Regions from separate parts of the Triticum aestivum genome. Here region 1 is linked to region 2. A link is a contact called in public HiCAR-type data. All regions are on one chromosome and are shown on one strand. The core of a region is the stretch at or near the end of the contact, and the rest is flanking DNA. Distances in the headings are between cores, read along the strand shown. Region 1 holds the start of LOC123051531 (zinc finger CCCH domain-containing protein 53). Region 2 has its middle 12 kb from the start of LOC123051530.

Evidence for each region. HiCAR-type assays count read pairs that join an accessible place to other places.
Region 1: a contact with region 2 is called in a HiCAR-type map of leaf, with 5 times the contacts expected there. The contact joins the promoter of LOC123051531 here to the enhancer-like site in region 2. A contact is called at or near these places in 5 of 5 Hi-C or Micro-C datasets (leaf, root and an unstated tissue) and 1 of 1 datasets of contacts at active chromatin or transcription factors (leaf).

What each region holds. Positions count from the first base shown.
Region 1 is chr2D:57,546,120-57,550,574 of IWGSC CS RefSeq v2.1, forward strand. LOC123051531 (zinc finger CCCH domain-containing protein 53) reads left to right here and starts at 2,192. Exons shown (of 9, transcript XM_044474423.1): 1 at 2,192-3,618; 2 at 3,709-3,894; 3 at 3,993-4,178; 4 at 4,274-4,365. The coding sequence starts at 2,633.
Region 2 is chr2D:57,370,806-57,375,266 of IWGSC CS RefSeq v2.1, forward strand. No RefSeq gene overlaps it. Among protein-coding and RNA genes, the nearest start is that of LOC123051530, 12 kb to the left of the region's middle. Within about 2 kb of position 2,051, at least 7 of the 8 cell types and tissues checked have an H3K27ac peak or open chromatin away from gene starts, as enhancers often do. A contact at or near this core is called in leaf and root, where this site is marked.

The DNA.
Region 1 (4,455 bases), core at 942-3,441, 180 kb after region 2:
TAGACTAATCGAAAGCAAGATCCATCCAGTTCAAAAACACCACTCCCATTCCTACAATTTGAACCGCGCTAGCTAGAGGACAAGCGACCGTGGCCCGTCCGACTCGCTGTCAGACATGGCCATGCACAGAGCGGATTCAATACGGCGTGTCACATGCGCCGCGGCCACAGAGCGGCGAGCGCGCTGTCTGTCGACGGGCCGCCGTACATTTGACGAGTGACCAGTGGACGTACCTACGAACGGAGCACGCATGGTTGCGCGGTAGCGGTTGTGCCCCGTTCCGTCCAGACAGGCGACATGACGTGGTCACGCGACGTCGTATCTATTTCCCCAGCTGTGGCCTGTGGCGCAGCCGGCGTACGTGCTAATTCTGGTAGGAGTAGTTTACTGGTCATCGAAAGATTGTTCCTACTTGCTCGTAAGACATTTCTGCCAGGTTCAATCATTGCTACCTCCATACGGTATGAGCCGGAAGTGAAGAGGTGAAAGAGACGGAGACGGCGACGTGGCCCTCCGAAATCTTATAAATCACATATACTGCCCTCCACCATGATGCCATCGGTGAACTCGTTTTTGCCACGGTTGGTAGAAAACGGAAAGGAGTACGGCACCGGGCTGGACGATGGACAAGCGAAAACAGCCGCGGGCAGGGCCTCCATGTGCGCGCGCACGGGATGCCAGTCCTCGCCGCGCCGTGCCGTGCCGTGGCTGCGCGCGCGCAGGGCGGGGCAAAGGCCACCGCGCGTGCACGCGAAAGGCGGTGAAAAGAGAGGAGTCGGGGGCCGGGCAACGGCGACCAACCAGGCGCGCGCGCGCGGCAAAAGCCCCCGTGCATTCCCCCAGGGTCGTCGCTTCTTTTCGCGCGCCAAATCACCCCTGGCCCGTGGGCATCAGCGCCAATCGCACTTGGCTTTCGGCTTTCCCCTACCCCCCGACCAAGTTCACGGCCTGTTTCCCACGACGCGAGGCCGTGAACTCCAGCCGCTCCCGGCTTTCGCCGCGCACTGGCCGCGCCAACGGATGATGATCGATCACTCGCGCGACCGGCGTCGCGATCGGCCGGGAGACCGACCCGCACGGTCGCATGTCAATCCGATCGGGGCAGGAGGCACGTAACACGAGCTGACGCGGCAGCGGCACGGGGGACAGACAGCGCCCGTCGCGCGCCCAACAACAAGCAAACAGAGCACGCCGGGCCCGCCGCCGGAAAGTGACGTGGAAATTGCGGTTTATCCCAACATTTTTTTCTTCCACGTATGCTCCATTATTCGGTTGTGCATGACAGGAGAGTATTTTACACTCGAAATTTTGGGTTTGATCCGTGGCCAGTGGAGGCCGAGGGAGGAGGAAGGAAGGAAAGCGACGGCGAGAAGGACGTACGCGAGCAACGGAGGATGACGGGGAGCGCGCTCGCTCGACGCCCCGACCCCGATACGTACTCCCCGCTCCGTGCGGCTCGTCCCAGAAAAAGCCACTCGTCCGTTTGCAGAAGCAAAAAATTTGGCGTCAATTAGGGCCACTAATAAGATTAGTACTAACTAGAGAACAATAATCATCTGGAGCAGCAAAAGGAGACGAATAATCGAGTTTACACAGCAGTGGGGCAAGCGACAAGGATCTGGGAGTAAACAAACGCTGTGAAGCGACGGAAAGGCGAGGCGAGGCTAGTAGCTTTAGCTCGGCTACGGGCATCAAATCAAACGGAGGAAAGGAGTATAAAAATGCCGGGCCGGGCCGGGCGCCATTCTTATCGCGAAAGGCCGCCGCAGCGGCAGCAGCAACGCAGCAGCGCAGCGAGGGAGCAGCGGCGACGCGGCAAAGGACAAAGCGGGGCGGGACGGGACGGCGACCGGAGTGGGCGCCGCCGCGTGGGCCGCTGGGCCCCGGTCCGGTCAGCACCCCAGATCGCGGCCATTCCAGTCAATCACACACGCACAGATCCACCCCGCCCGCGCACGCAGCGGTAACAACAGTAAAAACGAGAAATCACAGCGCAGCACGGTTTTTTACCGCCGGGTTGATTGATTGGATGGCGGTACTATTGGTAATTTGGCGTTCCTATCCGTCCGCCCGGAGAGCACAGGAAGAATGCAGGGAAAAGAAAAGGCGGTGACAGAGGCGTTGGATCGAGTTTTTATAAATGGGGGCCACGGAGATCCAGATCTATCTATCCCGCCTCCCTCCCTCCCCTCTGAGACGACGAGCGGGGAAAAAACATCGCAGCGGCAGATAAAAACACCGCAGGACAGACGCGTTTTGCGGAAACCCCCTCGCGAGGTTTCGCCAATCGCCGGCGGCTCCCTCGTCATCTCCGCTCCTCTCCTCCCGGGAAAAGGGACGGCGGGCGGGCGGCCAGCTTATACATAGGGAGATTGGGATACAGCGCGAGGGGGACGGAAGGGAAGGTGCGCACCACCCTCGTGCTGCCGCTGCCGCAAGTAGTATAGCTCGCTCGCTAGCTAACCCTCGCTGCCGCCCACGAACGAGGGAGCTCTCGGGGTTATTCATGGAGCTGCTCGTCTCCGGCTCCAGCTCGCTCTCTAGCTAGTTGTTGTTGTGCTGTGCGACGAAGGAGGAAGAAGGGGTGTGAGGTTGTTTGCTAGGTTTCGTTGAGTGAGCTTGGTCGATCGGCATGGACGCGTACGAGGCGACCAAGGTGGTGTTCGCACGGATCCAGGGGCTGGACCCGGACCACGCGGCCAAGATCATGGGGCTGCTGCTCATCCAGGACCACGGCGAGAAGGAGATGATACGCCTCGCCTTCGGCCCGGAGGCGCTGCTGCTCGCCGTCATGGCCAAGGCGCGCAAGGACCTCGGCCTGCTCCCGGCCTCGCCCACCTCCGCCGCCCACTCCTCGCCCTTCATGCTGTCGCGCCAGAACTCCGGCCGCGGCGGCTGTGGCGGAGGAGGCACGGCGCCCTCGCCGCTGTCGGTCTCCTCGCCCTCGTCCTGGGCCACGCAGCCGGTGTTCTCCAGGAGCAACAGCGTCAGCAATGGCGCCGCGGAGGAGATGGCGGGCGTCGGGGAGGAGCAGCTGATGAGCCCGGCCAACGGCGGCGGGGGCCCGCAGTCGCCCTTCTTCGGCGGGGACTCATCGCTGATCCTCGACGAGCTCCACCTGCAGGACCAGCTCGCGTTCCTCACCGAGGGAGGCATGGGCGGCGGGGGAGGGCGTCAGCAGCTCCCGCTGTTCGACGGCGGCGAGTGCCGAAGCCCCGGCGGCGGCGACGGCGGGCTCTTCCCGTACGGCGCCGGGTGGGCCAACGGCGGGCCCGGGCACCGCAGGAGCGCGTCGGTGAGCGAGCTCTGCTTCGGGGGCGGCGACGGCCTCGGCTGGAAGCCGTGCCTCTACTACGCGCGCGGGTACTGCAAAAACGGGAGCGCCTGCAGGTTCGTGCACGGCGGCCTCCCCGACGATCTCGCCGGCGCGAAGATGGACCAGGCCGCCGTGGAGCAGCAGTGCCAGGACTTCCTCCTCCGCTCCAAGTCCCAGCGCCTGGCCGCGGCCGCCGGCTTCGCCTACTCCCCCACCGGCTCCCTCCCCGGCTCCCCCTCCGCTGCGAGCAAGTGCCTCAGCTTGCTCCTGCAGCAGCAGCAGCAGCAAAACGACGGCCAAAGGTACTAAATACCCACCACCCTCGCCAACTACGAGCTCCTAGCTCTCGTTTCTACCGGCGGGCATCTCACCGGTTGCTCTCGGATTCGCAGGGCGGCGGCCGCGGCTGCCGCAGCAGCGCTGATGCTGGGCGGCGACGAGGCGCACAAGTTCATGAACCGCCCCCGTCTCGACCGCGGCGACTTCGCGAGCATGATGAACCCGGGGTCCCGGCAGATTTACCTCACCTTCCCGGCGGACAGCACCTTCCGCGAGGAGGACGTCTCCAACTACTTCAGGTACCTCACCGTGCTCGCTCGCTCGCACACCACAGCTCTACCTCCGCTCTGCCTGCAAGACTCGCCGGGATTAACCGTGCTCTTCCCCTGAACCGCAGCATCTACGGCCCCGTCCACGACGTGCGCATCCCCTACCAGCAGAAGCGCATGTTCGGGTTCGTCACCTTCGTCTACCCGGAGACGGTGAAGCTGATCCTGGCCAAGGGCAACCCGCACTTCATCTGCGACGCGCGCGTGCTCGTCAAGCCCTACAAGGAGAAGGGCAAGGTCCCCGACAAGTTCAGGCAAGCCGCCCACGGCGACCTTTGCCGCTTGCTTCCGGCAGCAGCAACTAACCAAGACATCCCCATGACCATTTATGTCCGCTGTTGCTCTGCAGGAAGCAGCAGGGCGAGAGGGTGGACTTCTCCGGCTGCGGGTCTCCCACCGGGCTGGACGCCAGAGACCCCTTCGATCTGCACCAGATTGTTGGTTCGTCATTGTTGCAACTTCCATGTTGATTGATTGTTCATGTTCATATGCATGATGAGTGAGTGTGTGCTGAGCTGAGATTCTTGTGTT
Region 2 (4,461 bases), core at 801-3,300:
TTCGTTAAGCAGGTGTGTTACTTGACCGCGCTTACTTACCACATGCGCTTTCGCTTTCGGGTGACGACCAAGCTTGTCAAGTCGATTAGGCTCGCACAGAAGAAAAATGTTCAGGGAGAAACATCATACCTCAACATCAGCTTAGGCTGTTGATTTGCAATTTCAATAGTTGACTTGATGGGCTCGATAGAAAATTTCTGGAGAGATACAGCAGCAGATTTTGTGCTTCCAGCTCCAGGTATTGGAATTTGGAAGCTTCCCTGGAGATGCATACATGGTTTGATTGTGTACGCAGAAGACATGCACTTTTTGAATCTTCACACGACATGTGCAAATGACCTGGTATCGAGCAAGCATGCTCTGCACTGGCCGAGAGATCTCCACACTCCACAGTGCGGTGGTCGCGTCCCGCGATTTGCGGCTGTGTCCAGCAAGCGTCCAATTGGTACCCACATGGGGTAGGTACGGGGTGCCGGATTGAGCGTACTGGTACAGTACCATTTTGCTCCATTTCCCGCTGTTTTTTTACGTGTGATCTGACCTGAGCTGACCTGACCCCTTGCGTCTACAAATCCATGGCCGGTAAAAGTTGGAGCGAGCTATAACAAACAGTACGTAAACGAGCCCATTCCAACCCCATGCATGCGGTGCATGTGCAATCTTTTTCTCATTCCTTTGCCTCTTCTGACCGAGTTTGAGTTGGAGTTGGAGTTGGGCTGTTGGAGACTGCATGCAACCTTGACTGACTGGGGACGTTGTTTTGTTCGATCCAGATGGGAAGAAGATACCACTGATCCCGTTCCGTGGCGATGGATACGCGTCTGATTGCCATCGGCCCACTGTTTCCCGCTCACGGGTTGGTGATCTGGCACTGTGTCTGCACGCACCGGACATTGTCAATTCCAAATTCCATTGCCGCGCCTCTGCTTGGCTTAGCTAGCTAGGCCGCCCACATCTATGATCTATCTAGCGCCACCAGCACCATAGCCCTACGCAGTACACGTTGCTAGCAACGGTCCAAGATGCACCATCGGCCCAGCGGCTGGTACAGTGTCCATGGTACAACTGCACATGCAATGGGGCACTACTCCTACTGGTTCTAGCAGCGGCCCGCCCATCGCGTCAGATAAATCCCTCTGCCTGCCTGCCCGCCCGATTGGTTTGCACGTACTCCTCACACATGATCGCGGCAGACAGGTGACAGGTTTGATGTAGACGACGGGTGAATAATAAGCGAGTGTGAGTGCTAATGGACAAGGAAGAGCTGTGAGCTCGCGGTGCCATGTCGCGACGGGGGGCAGCAGGGTACCGAGGGTACCACGGCACGGCCTCGCCTACATATAAGGCGCGGCAGATTAGGGTAGGCAGGGGCCTTGTCACCCGTTGGTGGTTACCTACCTCCGAGACGCCGATCAATTACGCCGAACGCATTCGTGCCCGGCCGATCCCCGTCGGGATCCCGTCCGGTCCGGGTCGCCATGAGTGCCTCGCCATGTGACCCGTCGCAGGCAGGCCCCCCACGGCATTCACGGAGGAGGACGCTGCTGTGCCCTTTTAAGTGTCTGGTATTCGCAGACAGAGACAGCGGCCCGTCAAGTTGGCACGCAGCCTCCAGCCAGCTCCCGCGCCTGCTTGGCTGAGTATAGTACGAGTCTACAGATTTGTACAACTAAATCGTATACATACGCACGTACGTACGTATCTCCGAGAGGCTCATCTTGCATCTCGAGGAGTTGAGCTCATACGGTTTCTGGATAAAAATTTGCAGTCAGTCAGTCAACACGTAGATAACAATACAGTATGCCGGTTGTGGATGTGGTGAGATCCAGGCAGCCAGCCCAGGGGAGGAGCGACATCCAGTGGTACTGGCTGTGGCAATTACTACTTTAGTTTGATGATTGCCATCTGACTGTGCAAGGACGACACAGGGCACATGGTGCTGAATCAGCGCGACCCAGACCGCGCCCGCCATGTTGCGCCTGTCCGTCCTCTCCGTTGGACGGGCCGGCCGGCTCGCTCGCTCGCTCGTGCCTACAGCAAGCAGCGCACGCTAGGCCGGGGCCGCGGGGCCCGCCGCTTTCGGGCCGGGCCCGTGGTTAACCCGACGGCTCAGACGAGGCCTGCTCGTTCTGTTTCGGCCGGAGGAGAGGAAAGGCGGGCGGGCGGCTTTCCCGTTTGACGCCATGTAAGGCCGAAAACGACAGTGGAATGCCCGCGCGCGCCTGCGTTCGTTTTCCCTTGGACCCGGGTCGCGCTCGCATCCATCCTAGTAGGAGTACGTACTACGCCGGGTGTGCGGTTCGGGGATTCAATCAGGGCGTCGGGACTGCGCTGCGCATGTGCGCCACCGGCAGCACGCACTCGTGCTGTGCTGCCTGGCTGATACTGTGGAGCCGATCGGACCGGGCGAAATGGGAGGGCACGGCCACGCAGCCGTGTTCGACTCGTCGTGCTGGTAGGGGGCCCTGAGCCCCGAGGCCAACTCCAACGCGACCCCAAATGGTCCGGCCGCGTCGAAACGGACACACGCTGAACGGCGCGTGCCCGTGTCCTCCCCTAACCCGCCCGTCGCTGTCCCTTCCCCAGACCCCCCTCCCCCCTCCGAACCCTACCCCCGCCATCGCCGCCGCCGCCATTTTCTCGGCCACCTCGCTGTCCAGCCCGGCACCCCCTCCCGCCCCCACCCCCTGCCCCTGGTGGCACAAGAGAGAGTGGATAATTTTTTTCCCATTGAAATCTAATGCAAATGTAGCATATAAAATCCCTATGGGAGGCAATCATATGAATCAAACCATCGACATAGCAAAATATTCAACGAATTACAGCCTTATAAAAATCAGAAAGTCTTTGAACCAAAGGACTTCAATTTCTCGGTTTAGTCACATGTTTTCATTGTGCCACTGGGACTTAAGAGCACGATATCATTTTTTTAGATTGTGAAGAGCACGAAATCAATGTGGCACATAAACTGAGAAGCATAGCCGGTGGAACTTTTAGATACACCCTTGGCGTGTGCGCCTAACATTTTACTTCCCCACTTCTAGTGCAACAATTTTGAGGGAGACATTGTTTCCCCAAGGGATGAAGTCCATCTTGTCACCTGATGGCGAGCTCAAGCAAACCATGCGACGACACGAATTGATTTGGTTGCAACAAAGAGTAGTCGAAGCATTTTCAGAGCATGCAAAGTTCGTTGAACTTCCAAGAAAAATGAATCAAAGGGTTTGATGGGGAACTCCGACGTTTAGAGATAGGAGCGAGCTTTGGTTTTCCTTTTGAAAAGAAGCAGAGAAAATGGGCACGTACTACACCTATCATATTGCTAATTTTCAACTCCAAATTTCATTCACAAACTGATAAAAAACCATGAATATTTTCTAAACTTTTCACAACAAAATCTAATTTGGCATTTCCTATTAAAATCTGAATTTAACTCTTTAATGTTTTTCACTCTGCAGATAGAATTGTAACATAACCAAAAGTGTCAAAAAGTAACATTTTCACATTTGATAATTTGGTAAAATAAAAGAGAATATATATCGAGTACTACCATGACTTAGGATGCTACCATGCATCAGTGCTAGCAAGTCATGGTAACTCAACAAAAAATTTAAAATTAAAATTAATTGAGTGAAATGGTACAAATACATCAACAACGTCAGAACATATGAATTCCAAATACAACCACGATCTAGCAAAAAGATTTAAAGTAGTGAATTTGAACAAATTACTTCTTTAATATTACCAAATTTTAACTCCAAACTCAATTCGCATACCGTGAACAGGAAAAGCAAATTCACCTGTAAATAGTAGCTGAGAATTCTACCCGTGGTAGGATTTGAAGGTATTTTTCACGTTTAAATTTCTGTTTACTTTCTGTTAATATATCTTGTGTCAATACACCTAGTATCTTGATTTCCTGACAAATTGGCACTAGATATTTTCCCCAAAAACGAAAATATAAGCTGAGAGGCATAGCCGGCGGGCACTTTTAGATACACCTGGTGCGTGTCCCTAGCATTTTACTTCCCTGGTTCCAGTGCAATAGTTTTGATCAAGACGTTGTCTCCCCAAGGGATGAAATCCATCTTGTCACTTGATGACGAGCTCAAGCAAACCATGTGACGCTACACATTGGTTTCGTTGCAACAAAGAACAGTTGAAGCATTTTACAACACACAAGTTTTGTAAGAATTTCATAGAAAACAGACCAAAGGGTTTGAAGGGAAACTCGGGAATAATAGATAGGAGTGAGCTCCGCTTGGCGTGAGCGTTTAGCTATCTATTCTTTTATAGTCGTGTTTAGCTATCTAAAAAATAATCAACAATAGAGATAGGAGGGAGATGGCCCATATCAATTATATCTATCGCTACAACTTTCCAGAATGCTGTGACAAGATTGCATGAAATGCCGGATACTAGATGGTGTAAACCACACCCAGGATACACAAAATTAAATGT